3 separate regions of the Ovis aries genome follow, and regions 2 and 3 are each linked to region 1. A link is a contact called in public Hi-C data. All regions are on one chromosome and are shown on one strand. The core of a region is the stretch at or near the end of the contact, and the rest is flanking DNA. Distances in the headings are between cores, read along the strand shown.

What was found. Hi-C and Micro-C count contacts between places; a contact is called where the count stands out from the background.
Region 2: a contact with region 1 is called in a Hi-C map of liver, with 3 times the contacts expected there. The contact joins the promoter of POU2F2 here to the promoter of MEGF8 in region 1. A contact is called at or near these places in 2 of 16 Hi-C or Micro-C datasets (blood and liver).
Region 3: a Hi-C map of blood shows a contact between it and region 1, with 2.5 times the contacts expected there. The contact joins the enhancer-like site here to the promoter of MEGF8 in region 1. A contact is called at or near these places in 2 of 16 Hi-C or Micro-C datasets (both in blood).

Annotation. Positions count from the first base shown.
Region 1 is chr14:50,540,408-50,544,792 of ARS-UI_Ramb_v3.0, forward strand. MEGF8 (multiple EGF like domains 8) reads right to left here and starts at 2,198. Exons shown (of 41, transcript XM_027978350.2): 1 at 1,286-2,198. The coding sequence starts at 1,472. TMEM145 (transmembrane protein 145) reads right to left here. Exons shown (of 14, transcript XM_060398630.1): 14 at 2,621-4,120. The coding sequence ends at 3,458.
Region 2 is chr14:50,713,047-50,717,615 of ARS-UI_Ramb_v3.0, forward strand. It overlaps POU2F2 (POU class 2 homeobox 2), which reads left to right and starts at 2,324. Exons shown (of 16, transcript XM_060398629.1): 1 at 2,324-2,385. The coding sequence starts at 2,358.
Region 3 is chr14:50,733,424-50,737,525 of ARS-UI_Ramb_v3.0, forward strand. The region is part of intron 6 of POU2F2 (POU class 2 homeobox 2); the gene reads left to right. Among named protein-coding and RNA genes, the nearest start is that of POU2F2, 20 kb to the left of the region's middle. Within about 2 kb of position 2,123, at least 4 of the 54 cell types and tissues checked have an H3K27ac peak or open chromatin away from gene starts, as enhancers often do.

The sequences.
Region 1 (4,385 bases), core at 948-3,447:
CAGAGGAGCCTGGTGGGCTACAGCCCATGGGGTCACAAAGAATGGGACACAACTGAGCGACTCACACACACAAAAGCATCATATACTCTTATTTCCGGGCCTTTGCATGGGCTATTCTCCTTATCTGGAATGCCCTTTTGCTCTCTCCTACATACACCTCTGGTCTCAGGCATAGCCCAGGCTAAGTCAGATGCCATCTCTGAGGTTCTCACTCCCTAGGGGTGGGTTTGTTTCCCCCACTAGACTGGGAGCCCAGAACAGTAAAGATGGGGCCTTTGCACGGGTTATTCCCTCTTCCTGGAATGCTTTTCTCCTACTCCTGGCTGATTCCCATAGGTCTTTAGTCCTCAGCTCAGACATCTCCTCCTCCAGGAAGCCTTCTCTACTTTCACTCACCCCACAGGATTAGGTACCTCCTCTGGGCATCCCCAGGTCCATGGGGTTCCTCCATCACAGCCCCGACCACTCCGGGTTGGACTATTAATGTGTTTGTCTCCCCGACTAGATTCCAAGCCCCAAGTCATCACGGATTGCTGAGGCTTGTGGGTATCTCTGCTGAATCCCAGTGGCAAAGACAATACCTGGTACATGAATGACTGAAAAAATGCTTTCATTGAAGTACTTTAAAAAGAACAACACTAATAATCCTAAGGACATTTACTGGATATTTACTATGTACCAGGCACAGTAAGTACCTGTTCTCATTTATTGAGATAGCCCTATGAGGTGAGTACTATTACTATTACCACATGCAGAGAGGGAAAGCCAAATCTTAGAGAAAGGAAGCCACCTGCCTAAATTCACAAAGCTAGGAAGAAGTGGAACCCAAATCTGAAGCCAGGTGGCTGGGCTCAAAGCCTGAGTTTCCAACAACTTCTTTTTAAATGAAGCTTAAAAAAAATTTTTTTTTAATTTATTTTTACTTTTTTGGTCACATCAAGCAGCATGCAGGATCCTAGTCACCACTAGAGATGGAACTCACGTCCCCTGCCCTGCAGCTGAAGCACTGTCTTAATTGCTGGACCGCCAGAGTAGTCCCTAAGTATCTAAGGATTACTCAGAACAGCCCACACTGATGCTGTGGCTTGTAACTGTCCATCTGGGTCTGGTTGCAACTCCTCGATCAGACTTCAAGGCCTTCCAAGGCAGGGCCCAGGTTGGCTGCATTTTAGAGCAAAGGGCCTGGACCAGAACGGATTCTGGGAACGTGGTCAGTGGATGAATGAGGGCACAAATAAATGAATTAGCGCACCAGCGGGTGTGCGACCCAGGCGGCCCCACTCACCCTCGATGAGCCATTCGCAATTGCCATTGACGCTGTAGTTGCCCGCACCATCTGTCACGAAGCCTGGAGCCTCCCGCAGCACTTGCCGCTGCCCCTTGCAGTCCCCTGCCTGGGCTCCAGGAGATAGTGGCCCCAGCACGGCCAATGATATAGCCAGCGCCACAGCCAGAGCCCGACCCAGGGCCATCGCCGCCTCCTCCCCTACTGACGGGTCGTAAAGCCCCGGTGAGGGCCTTCCACCCCGTTTGAAGCCCTGCAAATGCGACCTCTATGGATGGGACATGGCCTTGTAGACCAGCGGGGTCCAGGAGCCGCTGGGACAGCCGCTGTCGCCGGGTTCTGGAGATGGCGGGGTGGGCCCTACAGACCCATGGAAAACCCTATAATGGGGGTCGTTATGGACGGGGCAGACCCTTAAGAGGCCATGCGAGTCTCTTGTAGACATGGGCCCCCATAGGCTAGCTGACTCCATAAACGATGTCCAGCAGTTACAGTCCCGGGCCGCTGCAGGCCGAAACGGACCTTATAGACCCTCGGGTCCCCAGTGGGCGAAGGGGTGTACAGTTCGGCGGCGGCCTACATCAAGGATGCGGGCACGTCCTGGACCGGAGGGTCCTCCGGGAGAGAACCCTCCAGCCAGGGGCGGAGCGCGAGCGGGAGCCCAGGGCAGAGTCAGTCTTCAGGGGCTCAGGCCTGGACCCCATAGACCAACTCGCTTGCTCACCCACCCACGGCTCCCGTCCGAGCCGGATGAGCCAGATCAGAGAGACGAGGGGACGGGAGGGCGAGAGCGGCCACGGGAAGAACGCGGGGAGGACGGGAGGGCGGGGGGCCTAGCTGCCGCTGTGGAATAAAAAATAAAGAGGAGGCGAGAAGTTGCAGAGACGCAGGTCAGAGCGGCCCTGGGAGGACTGCAGAGCACCCAACCCCACCCCTCCACAAAGGGAGACTTCCGGAAACTTCCCCGCCCATTTGTTCCTAGACGCAGGCGCAGCAGACCGCCTCGGCCGGAGAAGTGAGAATTACACATGCGCGGTGCTAAAATCTTAATTCGAACTCCTGGTGCAGGTGGCTGAGCGAAGCATCGGCCACTGGAGGGCGCTTCTACCTATAACTGGGGCAGAGAAGGTAAAAATAAAGCTGTACAGTAAGAGGACTCCGCTAGATAATGATTCATACCTTCAGGGCTCTCCGATTATGGGTCAACAAAAGGGCAGGTTATGCAGGTCCCTCACAAGATACCATTTCACAGTTGGGCACACTGAGGTCCCGAGCGTGGAACGGTTCGTGTTCAGCCCGGTCTCTGAGCACTATCAAGATGTGAAAGAGTCCATCTTAAAGATAAAAACTCAACGAATCCTCTTTATTTTGGCAAGAAGGGGGAAAAGTCTTTCTGCCAAGGACCTGAGGGAGGGCCTCCGGGATGGAGATAGGGTGGGCAGAGTACGGGTCCGAGGTCACAGAGATCCAGGGGAAGGTTTCAGAGTCGAGGGTAGCTTCACAATATCTGTCCTGGGAGCAGTGGCTCGGGGTCGCAGATTCCTGGAGAGCCTCAGGCAGGGTCCCGGCGATCGTCACTGGTGTTCCGGGGTCCGGCGGGGTCAGAGGTCTCGGAGGGGGCCAGGGGGCCGGAGGTCACGGAACAGCGGGAGCCCAGAATCCGGTGCCGCTCGGGGCAGGGGCTGAGGGAGGGGACGGGGAGAGCGGCTCCCGCGGGACCGTTTGGCACAAGAGTCAAAGGGGGACTGGGCGGGAGCGGGACCCTACGCACCCCTACCTGGGCACGCGGGGTGGGGAGGTTTGGCAAGGCCGGGGATGGCAGAGCCCTGGGGCCGGGTTAGAGAGGGGATCTGGAGCCCGGCCGGGGCCCGGCGCGGCCCATGGGGCAGGGGCGGGCAGGGGTGCTCAGACCGGGGGTGCAGTGCCCCCGGCCGTGTGCATGCTGAAGTACTCGGTGAAGCCGGTGTGCGGCGCCGCTGTCTGGGGCACGAGCGGCTGGTAGGGCGGCGTCGGGCCATCCCAGCTTGGGTCGGCCGCCTTGGGGAACCGAGAGGAAGGGGGCGGGGAGACCGCGCCCGGCTCGGCCACGGTCACCACGCGGCCCCTCGGGGCCACCACCGCCGCCACCGCTGTCTCCTCCACCTGCTTCCCGGCCTGGGAGGGGGGTCAGGATCAGATGCCGTCCTGGACCCACGGAGGGGCAGATGCAGCCCCGAAGGCCCGTCCCCCTCCCCGCGATGATCCCCCATCCCGAGGTGTGGGCGCAGGGGGCAGGCAGGGGCGCCTGGGCAGTGGGGCCAGGTACTCAAGCGGGGGAGTCGGGGTGCGCCGGGCCAGCTCCGGCGGTGGCCGGGGAGGTGGGGGAGAACCGCGGAAGGCCAGCGGCGGCGGGGGCACCGCGAGGGGTGTCTGAGGGGGCGTACGCAACAGCGCCAGGACCCAGTCTGGCAAGGTGGGCGCGGGTGCCGGGGGACGGTCGCGGCGCGGCGTGGGGGCGCGGGGGCTGCGAAAGGCAGGGGGTGGGCTCAGGCGCCTGGGCGTGGAGGGCGGTGGAGGGGCCGGGAGCGGGGTCAGGTACTCCAGGGGCGGCGCCAGCAGCTCCTCGGGCGCCGGGGGCGCGGGGCTTACGCAGGAGGCGGGCGGGGGTATGGAGAAGAGCTCCGTGAAGTTGGGCACCGAGTCGCTGATGAACGTCACGTTCCCATAGACGTGCTGTGGGAAGGCCTTGTCTGCGGATTGGCTGCCTCCAGGGCCCGGGGCTCCGGCCGAGGCGATCTGCGACGTGCGCACGTGGTATGGGAAGTTCTTGTTGGCCGCCGAAGGGCGTGTCATGATCTGGGGTGAAGGGCAGGCGCAGGTTGGAGAAGGGCTGTCCAGGCCTCAGGCTGCCTTCATAAACAGGAGCCCTGAGGATTCTCCCGCTCACTCGATACCCCCGCTTCTCTGAAACCCTTGAACTTGGCACCTCCTCTGGGCTCTCACAATGCCCTGGGCTCTAACTTTCATTCCGTCACCACTCTTTACTACTCTGCAGGCGCTTACTCCGTCAAAGCCCTGAGCTCCCAGTTATCACTGAATGGTTAAGCTGCAGCATCCTGAT
Region 2 (4,569 bases), core at 1,074-3,573, 170 kb after region 1:
TGAGCCCAGCCTGGTCTCCCCTGCGCCGCCTCCCTCCCAGGCTTCCTGCACCCCCAGTGGCCCCCGCTGCTCCCCAGCTCCCAGGCCCTACCTGCCTGGCTCAACTTGGCCTGAGGCCTCATCTCCAGCTAAACGGCCACCATCTCCTGTGCCTGGGCCTCCCCGTTCCTGGCTGCCAGGCCCTGCCCACCCAGCATGCCCCTAACTCAGCCCCTCTGTCCTCTCCTGGGCAGGTGGAAGTCTCAGGCCCATTCTTCTTCAAGATGCCTCGACTCCAGCTCAGGAACTCAATTCTGGTCTGCTAGAGGCGATAATAGTGGAGTCAGCTTGAGAGGCAAGAGGGGTGGGGTGATTTTACTCACCATGGGTAGGGGGGGCATGAATGGCTGTCCCCAGCTCCACCTCTCAGCCAGAGGCCTGGGAGGGCAGCACCAGAAACACGGGGTGCATCTCTCCCTTCTCTTGAGTTACCACCCGGAGCTCCCTCTTGACAAGGATGGTGTTGACTGTGGAGCATGGGGGGTGTTTTGGTGGGGTTTTGCTCCCTCTGTAAAGTCCTTATTACCCTCATTTCCAAGTCTTCCAAAACATAAATCCTAAATAAAAAAAGAGTTTAGCAGGCAAATGCAGCTTCAAGACAAGGCTCCAGTGCCATCATCCACCAGATGCCTGACCCTCCCGTATAGAAATCCTGCCATCTGAGAGAGAGAGAGGCAAAGAGGTGGGCCCAGAGGCAGGAGGTCTGAGGTGAAGCCAGCGGATGCTTCAGGGTCTCCGAATCTGCTCAGAGGAATGGCCTTCACAATATGGAATGTTATGAGTGTAGCTGGTGGGGCCACTGTCCCCTCTGTGCAGATGTAAGGGCCACCACCATTCTCATGGAGTGGGCCTGCCTGCCTGGGAGTGTCTGGGCTGCACAGGGCCTGTGTACAGGCAGAAAGGCACTCTTGAAGGCGCTCACACTAACCTGCATGAGTGTGCATGGGTATGAACGTGGGCACACATGGCCGGGAGGTATGCCTGGGTACACCTGTATAGCCGTGCCCATGTGCCCGCATGACAGAGCAGAGAGTTCTGGGCACACACGGGTAGTGTTCGTTGTTGTCAGGGCCTGGGCACCAGGAGTGTTTCCAGGTGTCTGGATGTACACACGTGTGTGTGAAGTATTGGGGTCCCTGTGTAGAAACACTTGAGCGTGTGTATAGGAGTCCAGCCGTCCGTGTGCGCGCGCGTGCTCTGGGGGTCCTCCAGCGTAGGGTAGGGGCGCAGCGAGTCCTGCAGGGCCCGGAGCGAGCAAGTGGGCTGTTTTGAGGCACCAGGCGGCCCAGCAGCCTCGGACCGCGGGCGGGGAAGCGGAAGAGGGCAGCGGGCTGGGCCGCGCCTTTGTCTGCGCCGCCGCGCGCGGGGAGCCCTGCGCCTTTGTGTGACCCTCGCAGGTGTGCGCGCGGGGGCGGGCGAGGGAAGGGGAGGGGCGGAGGGCGGGGCGCCGCCTCCGCACCGGCCCCGCCCTCTGGCCCATTGGCTGGGCGCTGCCGCCCTCTGGCGGGCACCGAGGGAAGCGTTGGGCCGCGAGCGCCGCAGCGCGAAGGGCCAGCCCGTGGCCCCGGGACCCGGTACTTCCCTCCACCCCAGCCACCTCCGGCGCCCGCTTTGCCCCGTGGCGGACCTCCTGCCGCTCCAGGGCAAGGCCCGGCCCTACCACTGCCCACGGGTACTTCTTCCCAGTGGTGGCCGCGGACGCCTCACCTGCGGGCAGAGGCGCGGCTGGGTTCCCCGTTGGCCACAGTCTGCCGAAGCCTCCTCCTGCCCTGCTTCTTGGCTTCAACGCTTCTTGCCTCTGACCCCTTAGAGAGGCCACCTCACCTCTCTGGTCCTCAGTCTTTGTCTGGAAAATGGGGGCAAATAGCACCTTCAGAGATGATGCCTGTCAGCTGTGACAGGCAGGGCCTAGCATTGGGAAAGGCCCGCCCCAAACTCCTAGCCAGTGTTTTAGTGCCGTGTTCTGGGTCCACCTTCTCTCCCAGACCCACAAGCCCTGCTCCAGATGTGCCGGCCGGTGGAGGCGGCAGAGAGGCAGGGCGCACCTCCTCGGGGCACAGCTGCAGAGTCAGCTCTTCCAGCCTCCTTGCGCTCTACCCCCCCACCCCCACTTCCCCAACACACACACACACACACACACAACATGATTTGGGGTCCGCTGCCGGCTGGGGTGGGCCTTCGGGCACGGGTATTTTCCCTTCCGAAGGGGGCGGACCCTGTGGTTTCCTCCCTGGGTGACTTCCGGCAGCGAGGGCTTGGCCCCCAGAGAGGGCGGGGAGATGACACAGTTGTTCCCCCAGCCCTGCGGGGCGGGCAGCATGGTTCACTCCAGCATGGGGGCTCCAGGTAAGGGGCTGGGGCGCACAGGCAGCACCCTGGGGTTCGTTCTGGCTCGGCCTGCCCTTCCTCTCCGGCTGCTCCTCCGCTCTGTGACTCTGTGCCTCAGCAGCTGCCCCTCTCCCCATCCTGCGTGCCCACCCCCAGCTCCTCTGTCCCCTCCCCTCTCGCATCAGCCCTGGGGGGCTTCGGCCCTCTTCTCTCTTCCTCTGCCGCTCCCTGTCCTGGGGGGTCCGGGGGCGAGGGTGGAGCCAGGTGTTGGTCCCCTGCTCTCATGCAGAGGACCAGCGGGTGGGCGGCCTGCGTGATCCTGGGAGAGGACTGCCTGGGGGCTGGACCTCCGAGTGCGTGTAGGCGCATGTGAACAGTGGTTCTGCGTTTTCTATATATGACTGTCAGGTGTGTGTGTGCGAGGGGCTGTGTGTGCGATTCTGTGGGGATAGCCTTGGCAAGGCTCTCTTGATTCACTTCCTCACTCCGTTCACCTCCGATGTCCCCTTCTCAGGTGGCCTCCCCTGCTTTCCCCATCTAAACGGGCAGCCAGTCCCAGCACTCTTGGGCCCCTCACCCTGTTCTGTCTTTTCTTCATGGTACTCATCACCCCTGAAAATGTATGATATGTTTGTGTGTTTATGAACCGCCTCCCCTACCAAGTGTCAGCGGACTGAGCGAACATTGTCTGCCAAGGGCTGTACAAAGTGACTTGTGCCTGTTGACTCATTTGGCATAACGTGTCCATCTCTGCATGATGCTCTAGGCGGTGCGGATAGGAGAGTTAAGTGAGGTAATATAGGAATAGCGGGGCCTGGACCACGGCCAGTGTCCATACTTCAGGGGTGTTTTGTTTGCAGCCCTGTAGTTCTGACCGTGGGGATGTGTCCCATTTGTCGGTGTCTGTGGAGCTGAATTTTGGTTTGGCCTGCGTCTATGTGCATCAGCATTTGCGGGTGTCTTGTGATCCATCATCAACACGTATTTACGGAGCAGTTCTGTGCTGGATGTTGGAAATCCTACTAAAGAAGGCAGTTCTGGGTCTGTCTTCCTGGAGTGCCCAGTTCAGTAACAGAGACAGACCTGTCACCAGATATGGGAGGAAGCACAGGCAGACGGGTGAGAGCTGGGATGCAGGAGGCACAGGGCACTGGGCGAGCCCAGAAGACTTGCCCAGTTCGGCTAATGGGGCATCAGGAAGGACTTCCTGGAGGAGGGCATGTCTGCTCTGAGATGAAGGATGAGTGGGTGTGAGCAGGCAAGGGAGGCGAGGCGGGGGCTGAGGCAGAAGGAAGGTTACTTGCGGGATGCTGTGTGATGTGATGATTTACTGAAGTGACCGTATGTGCAGCTGCGGGTGTGTGTGTGTGCGCGTGTGTGCACAGTGCAGACGCAGCGACCCAGGGCGTCTGCACAGGATAATGTGTGCCTACTGTCTCTTCCCTGTCTGGGGGGAATGGCGGCTTCATCAGGCACTGGGTTAGACCCTGTATTTGGCATTTCTCAGAGAACTGCCCAGCCTGCAAGGCCTGCCTGGGCTCCCCAGCCTGGATGTGAATTAACACATGTGTGGTCTTGAGCAGGTCATGCCTCCTGCTCGGTCTTGGGCTCCACACCTCTGGACTGGATTCCGGGTTGCACCCTGGCCGTCTCCCAGGAGGAGGGGACTCTGGGAGTGTGAGTAGGTGCACGTGTGTGTGTGTGTGTGTGTGTGTGTCTGAGTGACCTGTGTGTGTGTACACATCTCTGTGTGTCTGTCTCGTGACTGTGTGTGTGTGTATACATTTGAGTCTACCTTTATGTCTGAGTGACTCGGGGTGTATGTGTGTGTGCATATCTTGTGTGAGTACATCTTTGTCTATATGAGTGACCCGGATGTGTGTCTATACACACATCTGTATCTGTCTGTGTGTCTGAGAGACTCTGGATGTGTGTGTACCCGTCTGTATGTGTGTCTGAGTGACTCTGGGTGTGTGTGTGTACTTCTCTGTGTGCCTGAGTGACTCTGGGTGTGTGAGTGTGTAGCTGTCTGTATGTGTGTCTAAATGAGTCTGAGTGAGTGTGCACAGCTTGTGTATGTACATCTTGGTGTGTCTATCTCAATGACCTGGATGTAAGTGTGTACCTGTCTCTGTTACTCTGTGTGTGTGTGTGTGTGTGTGTGTGTGTGTATACATCTGGTGTGTGTCTATCTGAGTGACC
Region 3 (4,102 bases), core at 873-3,372, 190 kb after region 1:
CCCAAAAGTAAAGACATCAAATAGGCAGATGGATATTAGAGGCTGAAGCTCGGTGGAAAGTCTGGGCAGGAGCTGAAAGTTGTCAGTTTCCAGGAAGAGGATGGACCCGTGGGGCTCCTGCCCTCGAGAGCCCATGGGGTGACATGAGGCGGGTGATGGGAGGGTGCAGTGCCAGCAAATGCTTGTGTTGGGGGAGTATGTTCTGGTTTTCGAGATGCTTTGATAATAATATTACTCAGGCCTCAAAACAACCCACTGAAGAGTTAGACATTATTACTCTCATTTTATAGATGAAAGAGCGATCCAGGTGGTCCTAGTGGTAAAGAACCCACCTGCCAATGCAGGAGACATAAGAGACACGGGTTCGATCCCTGAGTCAGGAAGATTCCCTGGAGAAGGAAATGGCAACCCACTCCAGTATTCTTGCCTGGAGAATCCCATGGACAGAGGAGCCTGGTGGGCTACAGTCCATGGGGTCTCAAAAGAGTCAGATACAACTGAAGCGACTTAGCAGGTATGTACACATATGTGAAAAACTGAGGCCCCAAGAGAAATGACTCAGTAAAAATGACTGCTGTTTAAGGAGAACCCCTTGAGTGAATCAGGGATCAGGCTAAATGTTCTACATGCCTTGTCTCATTTAATTCTTTAACAGCCCCATATAAGAATTATTGAGGTGTCATTTGAATAAATTGAGGCTTAAAGAGGGTAAAGAACTGCCCGTGGTCTCAGGTGTGTAAAGGACAGTCAGGTGTCTGGCTGGCTCCAGAGCCCAGGTATTCCAGGACACCTTGCATTGTTACCCCAGTCAGTATAGCCCAGAGAGCTGGTGTACCCCCAAGTCACTCAGGAATTCGCTGGTGGTGCAGTGGTTAAGGGGTCTCCCTGGTTGCTTCGAGGTAAAAGAATCTTCCTGCCAATGTAGGAGATACAGATTCGATCCCTGGGTCGGGAAGATCCCCTGGAGAAGGAAATGGCAACCCACTCCAGTATTCTTGCCAGGAAAGTCCCATGGACAGAGAAACCTTGGGGTCTCAGAGTTGGACATGACTGAGCTGCTGTGCATGGACACACGCCAGTGATTAGGACTACGTGCTCTCACTGCCAAGGGCCCGAGTTTGAACCCTGGTTGGAGAACTAAGATCCCACAAGCTGTGAAATGTGCCCCCACCCTAAAAAAGGAGGAAGCAGGCACAACATCCAAGACTCGAATCGCCACGGTTCTCAGATGAAAGGGACCCTTGCACCCCCCAGGTGACCTTCCCACCCACTGTGGGAACTCCCTCCATATTGTTCTGAGCAGGTGGGGGTGCAGTGTCACCCAGGGGGCCCCCAGGACAGATGCTTCCTGCCCCCCAAGTGGCCCCTTCCACTAGGCTTTCACACAGTCACTGCAGTGTACTCTGCACAGCTCCCGGCCCCCATCCCTTCCTGTCCTCCACACCTGGCCCTCACTTCAGGCTCTTCATGTCCTGGCAGCACAGTGTCCAGAACAGGTTGTAATTTGCCCTATCAGGGAGGACAAGCCAGTGTAGACGTGCGTGCTGACACCTTCCCCTTGGGGTGGCTGTCGGTGTGTGTGGAGGCCAGTCTTGGGGGGCAGGGAAGTTGGCCTGTGCGGTGGAGTGAAGCGCTGCACCTGCTGGGCTCGGCCTGGTGCCTCTAGTTCCTTCTCAAGGCTGCCTACTCCCCACCAGGTGGAACCAGCCCAGTGGGTGATTACATTGCAGTTCACCCATAGGTCATATAACCACCCTGTCTCAGTCTTTCTGCCCCCAGTCTGCGGCCAAAATCCTACCTGTGGCAAAACCCAGCCAGTTGGCACCCAGACACCTTCAGTCCTAAGATTTATCCTATGCATTCTCTGAAAATTCGTCTATCACCTATACCGCCCTGCTCTGGGGCAGGGGAGTGATCAGATGACAGCGATGAGCAAGAATGTGGCCCTTTCTTTCTCAGCTTTGATAGGCTGTGCTAGCCCTCTGTTCTGGTTTTTCTCGAAGGTTAGGGACAGAGCAGATGATCCACTAATATCCCAGCGAGGGTCTAGCAGGCATGCCTCCGCTTACTCTAACTTTTCCATGGCCTGTGTCGGTTCTAACACGCCCCTAAGTGGCTTCACAGGGCGAGCCGGTTCAGATGGCGCTAGGTTGTAGAGAAATGGCGCCCCCTACTGGCTAACCCTTGGTCTTGCGGCAGCTCACTGCTCTTCCCAGAATCTCTCTCGTTCTTTTTTCCCACATATGGATGAATGGATGGATGTATGTATTCATTTGGCTGTGCCAGGTCTTAATTGCAGCAGGCAGGATATTTAGTTGCCTCATGTGAACTCCCTGGTCAGGAAACGAAGATCCCAAAAACTGTGTGGCAGTTTAAAAAAAAAATTTGATGGAAAGTTGTGGAGGCTTTATTTTTTTGTTTGTTTTGGCTGCCATGCAGCTTGCAAGTTCTTTGCTCCTGACCAGGGATCGAACCCAGGCCCCAGCAGTGAAAGCGCAGAATGCTGGCCACCAGATTGCCAGGGAATTCCCTCTATTAATATTTAAGAACAAGAAACTGGGTTCCACAGACCATCGCAACAGGGGTCTGTGGATAGAATTCAGGGGTGAGAGTCCATGAACTTGGATGGGAAAAAATTTCGTCTCACTTTTCACTATCCTCTTACTGAAAACGTAACATTTCCTTCTGGCATGCATAAAGGCAGCGGAGCACAGTATTGGGAGGGCTTAGACTTTGCCACCTATGGAATGAACAGATATTTCCATATTCTATTACAGTTTTGCAGATCTTTTAAAATACAATTTTCAATCATTGTTTTGAAATTACAGTAGTCATTCAGCTTGTTGCTTGCTCCTATTTAGTGGGTTAACAAAGAAGCCCATTGATTACTGTTTATCACAGTCAAAAATATATTTGATGATTGTATTTTAATATAAGTGATTTGCTTTGAAGTTCTGTATATTTTACGTTGCACTTTTTTTTTAAATTCTGGGAAGGAGGGTAGATTTTGGCAGATATTGAAGCATTCAAAGCACAAAAATGTGTAGAAAAAATTTTGGTAGAGGACTTCGCTGGCAGTCTAGTGGTTAGGACTTTGTGCTTCCACTGCAGGGGTCATGGGTTCGATCCCTCGTCAGGGAATTAAGAACCTGCAAGCTGTGACACTCGGCCAAAAAAAGATACGAAAAACATTTTGGTAGGACTTATGGATAGACTGGATGGATAAGAGAGGGAGAAATCAGGGCTGATCCCCCAGTTTGTGGTCTGAGTAACGGTGGGTGGGGGACTGGTTTAGGTTCTCATGCAAGTCCTCACTGTGAGACCCACGCAAATTGCGATGCATTTCCCCATCTTTTCCCTCTCCTGGCTGATTCAGAAAGAAATCTGCAGACCTCTTTTTCAGCCTTCTGGTGATAAAGGGGGATTTCTCCTGAGAGTCACACTCCCAGAGAGATAGGAGTTAGTAAATATTTTAATTCTTATTTATTCTAATAAATAAGCTGAGAGTTATACCAAATCAGAACAATACTACTACTAAGATTATTTCTGGCCTTACTTTTTGGATTCAATTCAGTGGGCACTAAACGGGGGCTTTCCAGGCTCTACTAAGGGTGAGGTGTTTAGTCCCTCAGTCGTGTCCAACTCTTTGCAAGCCCATGGACTGTAGCCCGCCAGGTTCCTCTGTCCCAGGGATTTCCCAGGCAAGAATACTAGAGTAGGTTGCCATTTCCTTCTCCAGCAGATCTTCCCAAACCAGGGATCGAATCCAGGTCTCCTACATTCCAGGCAGATTCTTTACGGCTGAGCCACCGGGCCCTTTAAGGAAAAGAGGACAGGGAGTTCTCTGGTGTCCCAGTGGCTAGGATTCCAGGCTTTCACTTCCTTGAGCCTGGGTTCATTCCCTGGTTGGGGAGCTGAGATCCCATGAGCCACACAGTGTGGCCAAAACAATAATAAATATAAAATGAAAACTACTGAGAAGTACACAGATCATAAGTATACAGCTCAATGAGACTCACAAACCGAGCACACCCATTTAACAGGCACTCAGATCAAGAAACTGAATATGGCCAGGCCTCTAGAAGCCCCTAAAGATCCCTTT